Regions from separate parts of the Mus musculus genome. Here region 1 is linked to region 2. Evidence: chromatin contacts called from public HiChIP or PLAC-seq data. All regions are on one chromosome and are shown on one strand. The core of a region is the stretch at or near the end of the contact, and the rest is flanking DNA. Distances in the headings are between cores, read along the strand shown. Region 1 has its middle 38 kb from the start of Batf. Region 2 holds the start of Tmed10 (transmembrane p24 trafficking protein 10).

Evidence for each region. HiChIP or PLAC-seq counts read pairs in DNA pulled down with a chosen protein or histone mark.
Region 1: a contact with region 2 is called in an H3K27ac HiChIP or PLAC-seq map of acute myeloid leukemia, with 4 times the contacts expected there. The contact joins the enhancer-like site here to the promoter of Tmed10 in region 2. A contact is called at or near these places in 5 of 39 promoter capture datasets (the C10 cell line, liver, neural stem cells and 1 more), 1 of 15 datasets of contacts at CTCF or cohesin (large pre-B cells), 6 of 484 Hi-C or Micro-C datasets (bone marrow-derived macrophages, embryonic stem cells, female germline stem cell-derived STRA8 germ cells and 1 more), 21 of 115 datasets of contacts at active chromatin or transcription factors (the HPC-7 cell line, the SCID.adh cell line, acute myeloid leukemia and 12 more) and 3 of 9 other capture datasets (adipose tissue, liver and pancreatic islet).

The regions. Positions count from the first base shown.
Region 1 is chr12:85,646,632-85,651,092 of GRCm38.p6, reverse strand. It overlaps the pseudogene Gm33312. Among named protein-coding and RNA genes, the nearest start is that of Batf, 38 kb to the left of the region's middle. Within about 2 kb of position 2,967, at least 45 of the 459 cell types and tissues checked have an H3K27ac peak or open chromatin away from gene starts, as enhancers often do. A contact at or near this core is called in the HPC-7 cell line, acute myeloid leukemia and bone marrow-derived macrophages, where this site is marked.
Region 2 is chr12:85,373,221-85,377,732 of GRCm38.p6, reverse strand. Tmed10 (transmembrane p24 trafficking protein 10) reads left to right here and starts at 3,016. Exons shown (of 5, transcript NM_026775.4): 1 at 3,016-3,292. The coding sequence starts at 3,068.

The DNA of each region.
Region 1 (4,461 bases), core at 1,718-4,217, 270 kb before region 2:
AACATTCTGTTAAAGTGGACACAGGTATGAAAGGCTAAGGCAGATTTATGAAGGAAGGTTTTACTAAAGCAGACACAGGGGAGAGGATGTTCTGCTAAAGCAAGCCTGTGGAAGGACACCTGATGAAAGATTCTTTGCTAGTGACAGACATGTATTGGTCTGCCTTACATTGTATAGTTGTCGGGACTCCGTAGAGAAGCACGCCAAACAATTTTGGTGGTGTGCAGCAGTTTCTTGCCGCTTTCGCAGACTTGGACTGATTGGATGCACGTGCTGAAGCAAGAGCACGTGGAGGACACAGGTCACGTGATGGTTGGAAGGTATAAATAGGACTCCACAGCGTGATGGAGACAGAGCTTGTCTTGCTGGTACAACTAGCTGTGCAACACTTGTGGGTCTCACGTCCCTGAGAGAGGCACAGCTGAGAACTTCTCCTGGTGTTCCTGTTGGTCCCTCCTGCTGACTCGAGCCTAGGCTGAGGCCTGCCTCTAGAGAGAGGTTGTGTCACCACTGTTGCTATCCTAACTCTACCAAACTGGACTGCTGCTGTATCTGTGAAGTGTTTGCAAGTGGATGGAGCTGCTGCTGCCTGCTAACCTGTGAACTGAACTGCTAGACAACACTGATGGGAGTTGCTCCAAAGAACCTTTCTAAACAGGTCCATGTCCCCGTATCCTTTCTTCTCCTCTACCTCTGGTGGGTGGTGGGCTAGAAGGGAGGGTAAAGTGTTTAAGAACTGTGGGGAGCTGCCCTCACATTCGCTGTTGCAAGATGGCGCTGACATCCTGTGTTCTAAGTGGTAAACAAATAATCTGCGCATGTGCCAAGGGTAGTTCTTCACTCCATGTGCTCTGCCTTCCCTGTGACGACAACTCGGCCGATGGGCTGCAGCCAATCAGGGAGTGACACGTCCTAGGCGGAGGATAATTCTCCTTAAAAGGGACGGGGTTTTGCCATTCTCTCTCTTGCTCTCTTGTGCTCTGGCTCCTAAAGATGTAAGCAATAGAGCGCTTGCTCTTGCTCTCTTGCTCTTGCTCTCTTGCTCTCTTGCTCTCTTGCTCTTGCTCTCTGGCTCCTGAAGATGTAAGCAATAAAGCTTTTGCCGCAGAAGATTCCGGTTTGTTGCGTCTTTCCTGGCCGGTCGCGAACGCGTGTAAGAAAGAACCATCACTAAAAACAGGATTGGAAAAAAATTAAAGTTATTGGACAGCTTCTGGTCCCTAGATGAAACAGCTCTGGGATAGCTGAGGGACGATGGCACCTGTACTGTAGAGATGGGGGGAACAGGGACCAGAGCTGCTGTACAAATATTGGAATGTTAGCACACACACACACACACACACACACACACACACGACAAATTTCCCTAAGCTACAGCACATGTTCGTTGTAAGAAGGAAGGAAACATCCACACACATAAAATAAAATAAAATAAAATAAAATAAAATAAAATAAAATAAAATAAAATAGGGGCTGGCTAGATGTCTCAACAGGTAAGAGCACTGACTGCTCTTCCAAAGGTCCTGAATTCAAATCCCAGCAATCACATGGTGGCTCACAACCACACATAACGAGACCTGATGCCCTCTTCTGGCGTGCCTGAAGACAGCTACAGTGTACTTAAAAATAATAATAAATCTTAAAAAAAAATAAGAGTTTTTAAATTGAGGCATTTACAGAGACAGCAAGGTGCAGCAGGTCACCATGTGCAGAAAGAGCTGTTTTTAGGGTGATTATCCTTTTACCTGGTTTGGGAATCTGAGCATGGAGGAATAGACACAGCTTTGCAAAGCAAAACAGAGTCCACATGGGACCACATCCTCTCTTACCCCAGCATGAGGGAGGGGCTGCTGCTTTCTGCATGACCCCCTCCCCTGCCCAAGCTGGAGGAGGAAGAGGAAGAAGAGGAGGAGGAGGAGGAGGAGGCCATTTCAAGAAACTGTTGGGTTGAATGGCCTCCATTTAAATCCTGAGTGTCTCTGGGCAAGAGATGGCAAAGGACTTCCCAACACCAGGTATAGGTTAGTGTGGACTACCCTGGGCTCTGTCTAGTGGAACCATCTAGAGGAGGCCAAATGTGCCATGGCCTTTTTGGCTCTGGTGTCTCATTAGTTATATGGTATAGATGACGGATGAGCTACAGCTGCAGGGTGGACAATCTGCAGAGCCTGGAAACTGTCAGGTTTCCAAGTCACTGGCATGGGCTAGAGCACTATCCCCAATACTTAAACTATGTTGTCTCCAAACCCAGAGGTCTGCTAAGGCCATGGCCCCTTCTCTGTGGCAGGTATAACATGCAGTAACTTGAGTCTTGCTTTGAAGGGACGCTTTGGAGATTTCAGACCAATGGCGACCTGAGAATGTTGTCAACGTGGCAGGTCGACACATCCACCTAGGGTTTCTTTCCCATTGTCTCTCACCTCTGTGCTTACTAGGTGTCTGGTGATTGCCACTCCTTGCTCTGAGGGTCTCGTGAGCATAATGACACCCATCCAGTGGGAGCCTCAGGAGACTATGGAGTGTCAAGAGGCCCAAACTTCCCATGAGTCACAGTAGGATGGAGAGCGGGAGAGTCAAAGTAACCCCTAAGCTAGACACTGAACGGATGCTTCTGGCTTTCCCATGTGAGAGGAAGCTGATTTAGACCCTCCCATTGGTGAAACAGGAGAAGAATACATTTACCAATTAGAACTGAAAACAGTTGCCATTTATTAGTCAGCTTTCCACTGCTCCAACAGAATATCCAAGATAACCATGCACTTGGGATTAGTCTGTTATTTCTGAGGCTTTGGTTCCAAGTTGCTTGACCCTGTGGCCTTGGACCTGTGATGAGCCAGAGACCATGGCACAGGAAGTCACTCATGTCCTAGCAACCAGAAAACCCAAAGAAGAGAGGAAGGAGCTGGGGTCCCAATATCCTCTTTGAGGACACACCACTAGTGAACTAACTTCCTCCTACATAGCTATACTTCTCTAAAGTCCAACCACTTCCTAACAGCACCACAGGCTGAGGTTCAAGTCACTAACGCATGGGCCTTTGGAAGATGTTCAACATCCAAGCAATGGTACCAGTTAAAGTGAACTACTATTATTATTTATCCTACCTGTTGATGGAGAGTAAGAATGCCTTGCCTGAGTGACCACCCCCCAGCACACTGCCAACAGTAGTCTAGAATCACAGTAGTCAACCATCACCCTCTGCAATCCACCCTTCTCAGGGGTCAGTGAGTCCAATGGGGGTCTGTTGGGACCACGATCACCCGCATCCTCTGGGTTCTGGCTTCAGGCGCTCTTTCTCTGCAGTTGCCCGTGCAGAGGGTGTGGTATCATTTCTGATTTCTTGCTGGGATGGAACGGTTTTAAATGAGTCTAGTCAGCTTTTTCCCACCAAAAGCCACTGAGTCTGGAGAACGAACGTGAGGACTCTGCAGTCCCCAAGAGTCTTCATCCCAAGTGCACACCTTCCAGTTTGGCAAGCACTGACAGGAAGGATGTGACTGTAACTCGCCACTGTGGGGCAGGCTGGGGCCAGGCGCCATCCCTCTCAAAAGTGACACTGTCGTTCTCAACACCGTGACCAAAAGTGACTTGAGGAAGAGAGGGTTCATTTTAGCGTATAATTCCATAGCACTGTTCATCACGGAGGGAAGGCGGGGCAGGAACCTGGAGGCAGTCACTGATGGAGTGGCCACTGAGGGGTGCTGCTTACTGACTTGTTCCTCATGGCTTCTGCTTGCTTTCTTTCTTTCTTTCTTTCTTTCTTTCTTTCTTTCTTTCTTTCTTTCTTTCTTTCTTTCTATTTTTTTGGTTTTTCGAGACAGGGTTTCTCTGTATAGTCCTGTCTGTCCTGGAACTCACTTTGTAGACCAGGCTGGCCTCGAACTCAGAAATCTGCCTGCCTCTGCCTCTGCCTCTGGAGTGCTGGGATTAAAAGCATGTGCCACCACGCCGCTGGGCTTCTGCCTGCTTTCTATAGCACCCAAACACCCCCTCCTAATTTCAGGTGTTAGGGTCTGTTGCCCTAGGGTGGTTTGTTTGTTTGTTTGTTTGTTTGTTTGTTTGTTTTTAGGGCCCTGAATTGGGTATAAAAGAATTCATCAAGGGGACGGGGAGATGTGCTTGGTAGGTGAGAGAGCTTACTGCTGAGGGTGGCCACCTGGATTTGATCCCTGGGACCCACATGGTGGAAGAAAACAGATTCTTTTAGGCTGTTCTTTGAGCTCAATAAGCAAACTGTGGTATGAAGACAGACAACAAACAAATAAGCTTTTCTTCCTTTTTAGATTTTAGTGTTTTCAAGGCAGGGTTCCTCCGCGTATTCCCGTCTATCCTGGAACTCACTATGCAGACCAGGCTGGCCTTGAATTTAGAGATCTGCCTGCTTCTGCCCCCCAAGTGCTGGGATTAAAGGTGTCATCACCACACCCAGTGGCTTCTTGAAAGGAACTTCATCAAGAGTCA
Region 2 (4,512 bases), core at 1,767-4,266:
AGCTAAGCAACACAAATGCCTTTTAAAATACTACCCAAGTTTCTTAGCATCTCATACCCTCAGTTTCCTTATCTGTGAAATGAAAATGTCTAAATTATCCTACAGGGCTTTGAAAATATCAGATGAGATCATGAAGGTATGTGAAATAGGCCTTGTCTGGTGGTGGATGCCTGCACTTAGCAGGCAGAGATAGAATCACCCAGAGTCCCAGGCCAGGCTGGGTCAAGAGAGCCTGTCTCAAAAGGAAAAAGGTCTATTGTATAAAAGGGAAGATGAGCAGGGCGGTGGTGGTGCACGCCTTTAATTCCAGCACTTGGGAGGCAGAGACAGGAGGATTTCTGAGTTCGAAGCCAGCCATTTCTATGGATGTCCTGGAACTACAAAGTGAGTTCCAGGACATCCATAGAAACCCTATCTCGAAAAACCAAAAAAAAAAAAAAAAAAAAAAAAAAACAAGGGAAGATGAAAGGGTAAGGAAAACATATGCACAGGTAATTGACAGGTTGTAAATCTCTGCTAATGGTCAGAAGATTCCTCAAACTTGAGTAAACAACGAATTAGAATAATTATATGGGGCTGGAGAGATGGCTCAGTGGTTAAGAGTACTGACTGTTCTTCCGGAGGTCCTGAGTTCAAATCCCAGCAACCACATGGTGGCTCACAATCAACTGTAATGGGCATCTGATGTCCTCTTCTGGTGTGTCTGAAGACAGCTAAAGTATACTCATGTAAATAAATAAATCTTAAAAAAAAGAATATGTTGATTCCCCTGCATTGCTGGGGAGAGGCTCTATGCAAATTATCAACTTATACTCAGTAGACTATCAATCTTAGATCAGGGATAAAACAATCAAACTGAATGTTCCTAAGTTGACCTCTCATAAAGTATTATATGGTATTTGCTATATTTTAAAATGCTTAACAACTCTATTATGTTTGCACTTGTTTTGTTTTCAGACTTCTGTTCCAGGAAAGGAACCAGGTAGACAGAAAGGAGTTATAAAAAATGAAAATGAAACAAAAGAACAACCATCTAAATTACTAAAGGCAGACAAGTCTTCTATTTTTGCTAGTGTTCAAGAGACATTGATTAAAACAGATTACAGTTACACGCATAGGCTACTGTTTATTCTTGGGTGTTGTAGTATCTGCTTTCTGAGACATGTACCCCAGGCTGGCTTGGAACTCACTATACAGTCCCAGCTGGCTTCCATCTCAAGGCCATCCTCTTCCCTCGGTCTTCCAAACCCTGCGATTACAGGCATGATATATTGAGCATGGTTCTTGGTATATTTTTTTTAGCTCCATAACACTTGTTATAGTTGCAACATAAAGATGCTAAACTTTTGTTTTGTTTTTGTTTTGTTTTGTTACAGACTCACTATGTAGTTCTGGCTGTCCTGGAACCCAATATGTAGACTAGGCTGGCCTCCATTCAAGGAGCTACATGTGTCTCTGTTTCCCAAGTGCTGGGACTAAAGGTTTGTGCCACTGTGCCAGGCACTAAATATTTCTTTAAATCGATAAATACTATATAGGAATTATTTTCTTAAGGAATATTTAGTTTGATTACTTTATCCCTGATTTAACATAAGATTGCTAAGTCTGTTGACTTATTTTATGGACATGAATTTTACCTGTGTGTTTGCTTTTTGGATTTTCAAGACAGAGTTTCTCTGTGTAGCCCTGGTGGGACTAAAGGTGTGTATTCCCATTGTTTGGTGCTCAGTTTATTGAGCAGAAAGGATGTACCTCAATAAACACATTAGACATAATGATTGTAGTCTCTCTAGCACGTAGTAGGTAATCAAGACTTACTAACGGATGGATGAACAATTCCTATACAAATCAGTTTACTACAAAAGAGCAGGGCAGTGGTGCATGCCTTTAAAACCAGCACTCAGAAGGCAGAGGCAGGTGAATCTCTGTGTGTTCGAGGCCAGCTTGGTCTCTAGAGTTCTAGGAGAGCCAGGGCTACACAAAGAACCCTGTCTCAAAAAACCAAACCACCGGGGCAGTGGTGGCACACGCCTTTAACCCCAATACTTGAGAGGCAGAGGCAGGTGGATTTCTGAGTTTAAGGCCAGCCTCGTCTACAGAGTGAGCTCCAGGGCAGCCAGGGCTATACAGAGAAACCCTATCTCGAAAAACAGAAACAAATAAAACAAAACACACACAAAAGAAAGAAAGAAAAGAAACAAACAAACAAACAAAAAAAATCCAAAGAAACAAACCAAACCAACAACAAAACCAAAAAGACCTATCGGAGGTACAGAACATGCTTTCGAAACACGCCGTTTCTTCCCCTTGACAACACTCATCTGGTAAAATAATATTTTATGCTCATCACTGACTGGACCAAAACAAAAATTTAAATGTTGGTTTGAGTGCAGTTTATCGCAGAAGACTATTGATGTGTCTTAAATAAATAAGTGCGTTGGGAACACCCAACTTGCATTAACTGGATACCTGCCAATCCACATTCACCCGCTGACCTCTACGCACTCTCCTCTGAGTTAGCAACCCACACTCACTAAAAGCCAAATTAAAATTTTCTCTTATGTTTTCCCTCTTCAGTGCTCCACTGTCCCAACACCCTTTGGAGTAAGCGTTAGGACACCGAAATTCCTCTGGTGCCTTAGCCCCGAGTCTACGCAGCTGGTGGGCGGGCTCAGAGAAGGCCTTGTGGCTGTTTCTTATTGGGGGCTGGTTGCTATGGTGTCGTCGATTTTAAAAACTCGCATGAACCGCTTCCGGGGGCTTAAAACAATTACTTCCGAGGCTGCCCATACTTACTATGGCTCACTCGGAAGTATTTCACCACCATTAAAAAATAAAACGTGTACGAAAAACTCCTGGGGACTTCTCTATAGACCCTTAAACTCGTAGTTATGACATACTACCAAATCTTTGCTTCCTCTTAGAAGTTATTTGCTTTACATTCCTTTTCTGTTTAGCCAATCTCCAAAATGGCGCGGACGGCCTCGCCAGGGCAGAGGCGCGTCACGTGGGTGCTCCCGGTTCCGGCGCGCTAGAGGCCCCGGGTGGTGAACGAGGCTCCGGCACCATGTCTGGTTTGTTTGGCCCACTCTCCCGGCCTGGCCCTCTCCCGTCCGCCTGGCTCTTTCTGTTGCTGCTCGGCCCCAGCTCGGTCCTCGGCATCTCCTTCCATCTGCCCGTGAACTCTCGCAAGTGTCTCCGAGAGGAGATCCACAAGGACCTGCTGGTGACGGGCGCCTACGAGATCACCGACCAGTCTGGGGGCGCTGGCGGCCTGCGCACCCACCTCAAGGTGCGGCGGCGGGGCGCGGCGGTGGGCGGCAGGAAGGCAGGCGTAGTCCGGGGAAGGCCGAGGTAGGGGGAGGCCGGCGGGCCGGCGAGCGGGCGGAGGCTGGGGCATGGCCTGGCCTCCCCCCAACCTCATCCCTGAACGCTAAGTCTGCGCGGTGGGGACCGCCCCTTCACCCCGCGCGTTGGGGTTCGCGGGGCGGGGCCGCGCGCCAAAGTCGGGGCCCTTGGAAGGGCAGAGTTCTGCCTTGGCGGACCTAGAGTCCGGAGACCTAGGGCTGTTTCCACTTCGGGCTGTCATCGGGGTTCTGTGTCTTGTGAAGTCTCAGGAATCGAGGAATTAACGTGATTTTCCTGAGCAATGTTTCGAGGATCAATGGGGGGTTGGCATCATAAGATACCTCAACACCTACCGAATAAAGCAGACAATAACGTTGGCTGTGACTGATAAAATGTGTTGTTCATTAGGCACCTGAAGCGTCACTTCCTGTGCCACTTAAAGTTGTGCGTTTAGTTCAAACACTACCCTATGGAACCATGGGCCTCGTTATATAGACTCAGAAACTGAGGCTCAAGTAGGGTGAACAATCGTTGGAGATGGATTTGACCAGCTAAGTGTATTGATGGAAAAGTGCTAAAACCTTCCTTTTGCTTATTTGTGATTCCTGGGATTTATTATTGATCACAAGATGGTCATAGTCTCTAGTCCCTTCTTTTAGTTACACCAGGGTCACCTAGATCCCTGTATGCTGACAGCTACTTTACTTAATGCCATTTGGTCCCAGTTTTCAGTGGAGTTTTGCTTGACTAGATTTTTGAGTTGTTAATAGTGGAGTTGGTTGTGTTCTGAATAGTTGTGTTCATTCACAATAAGCACTAGTTATTTTGTTGTTGTTTCTTTTTAACAGAAGGAAAACGTCACATTCTTAAGCCAAATAGAAACAGTTTATTTAAGTTTTTTTTTTTTTTTTTTTTTAATTTTGGCTGCATGTATGTATGTATACCTGGTGGGTGCCTAGAGCCCATGGAGGCCAGAAGAGGGCATCAAGTTTTCTAGATTGGACGTTCAAGATGGTTATGAGCCACCATATGGGTGCTGGGACCCCAGCTTGGGTCTTTTGAAAGTGGAACAAGTGATCTAACCCCCTGAGCATCTTAACAAGCTTCAGCTATATTGTTTATATTTAAAGTATTGGGCCACAGTAGTGATAATGTAACAGACTT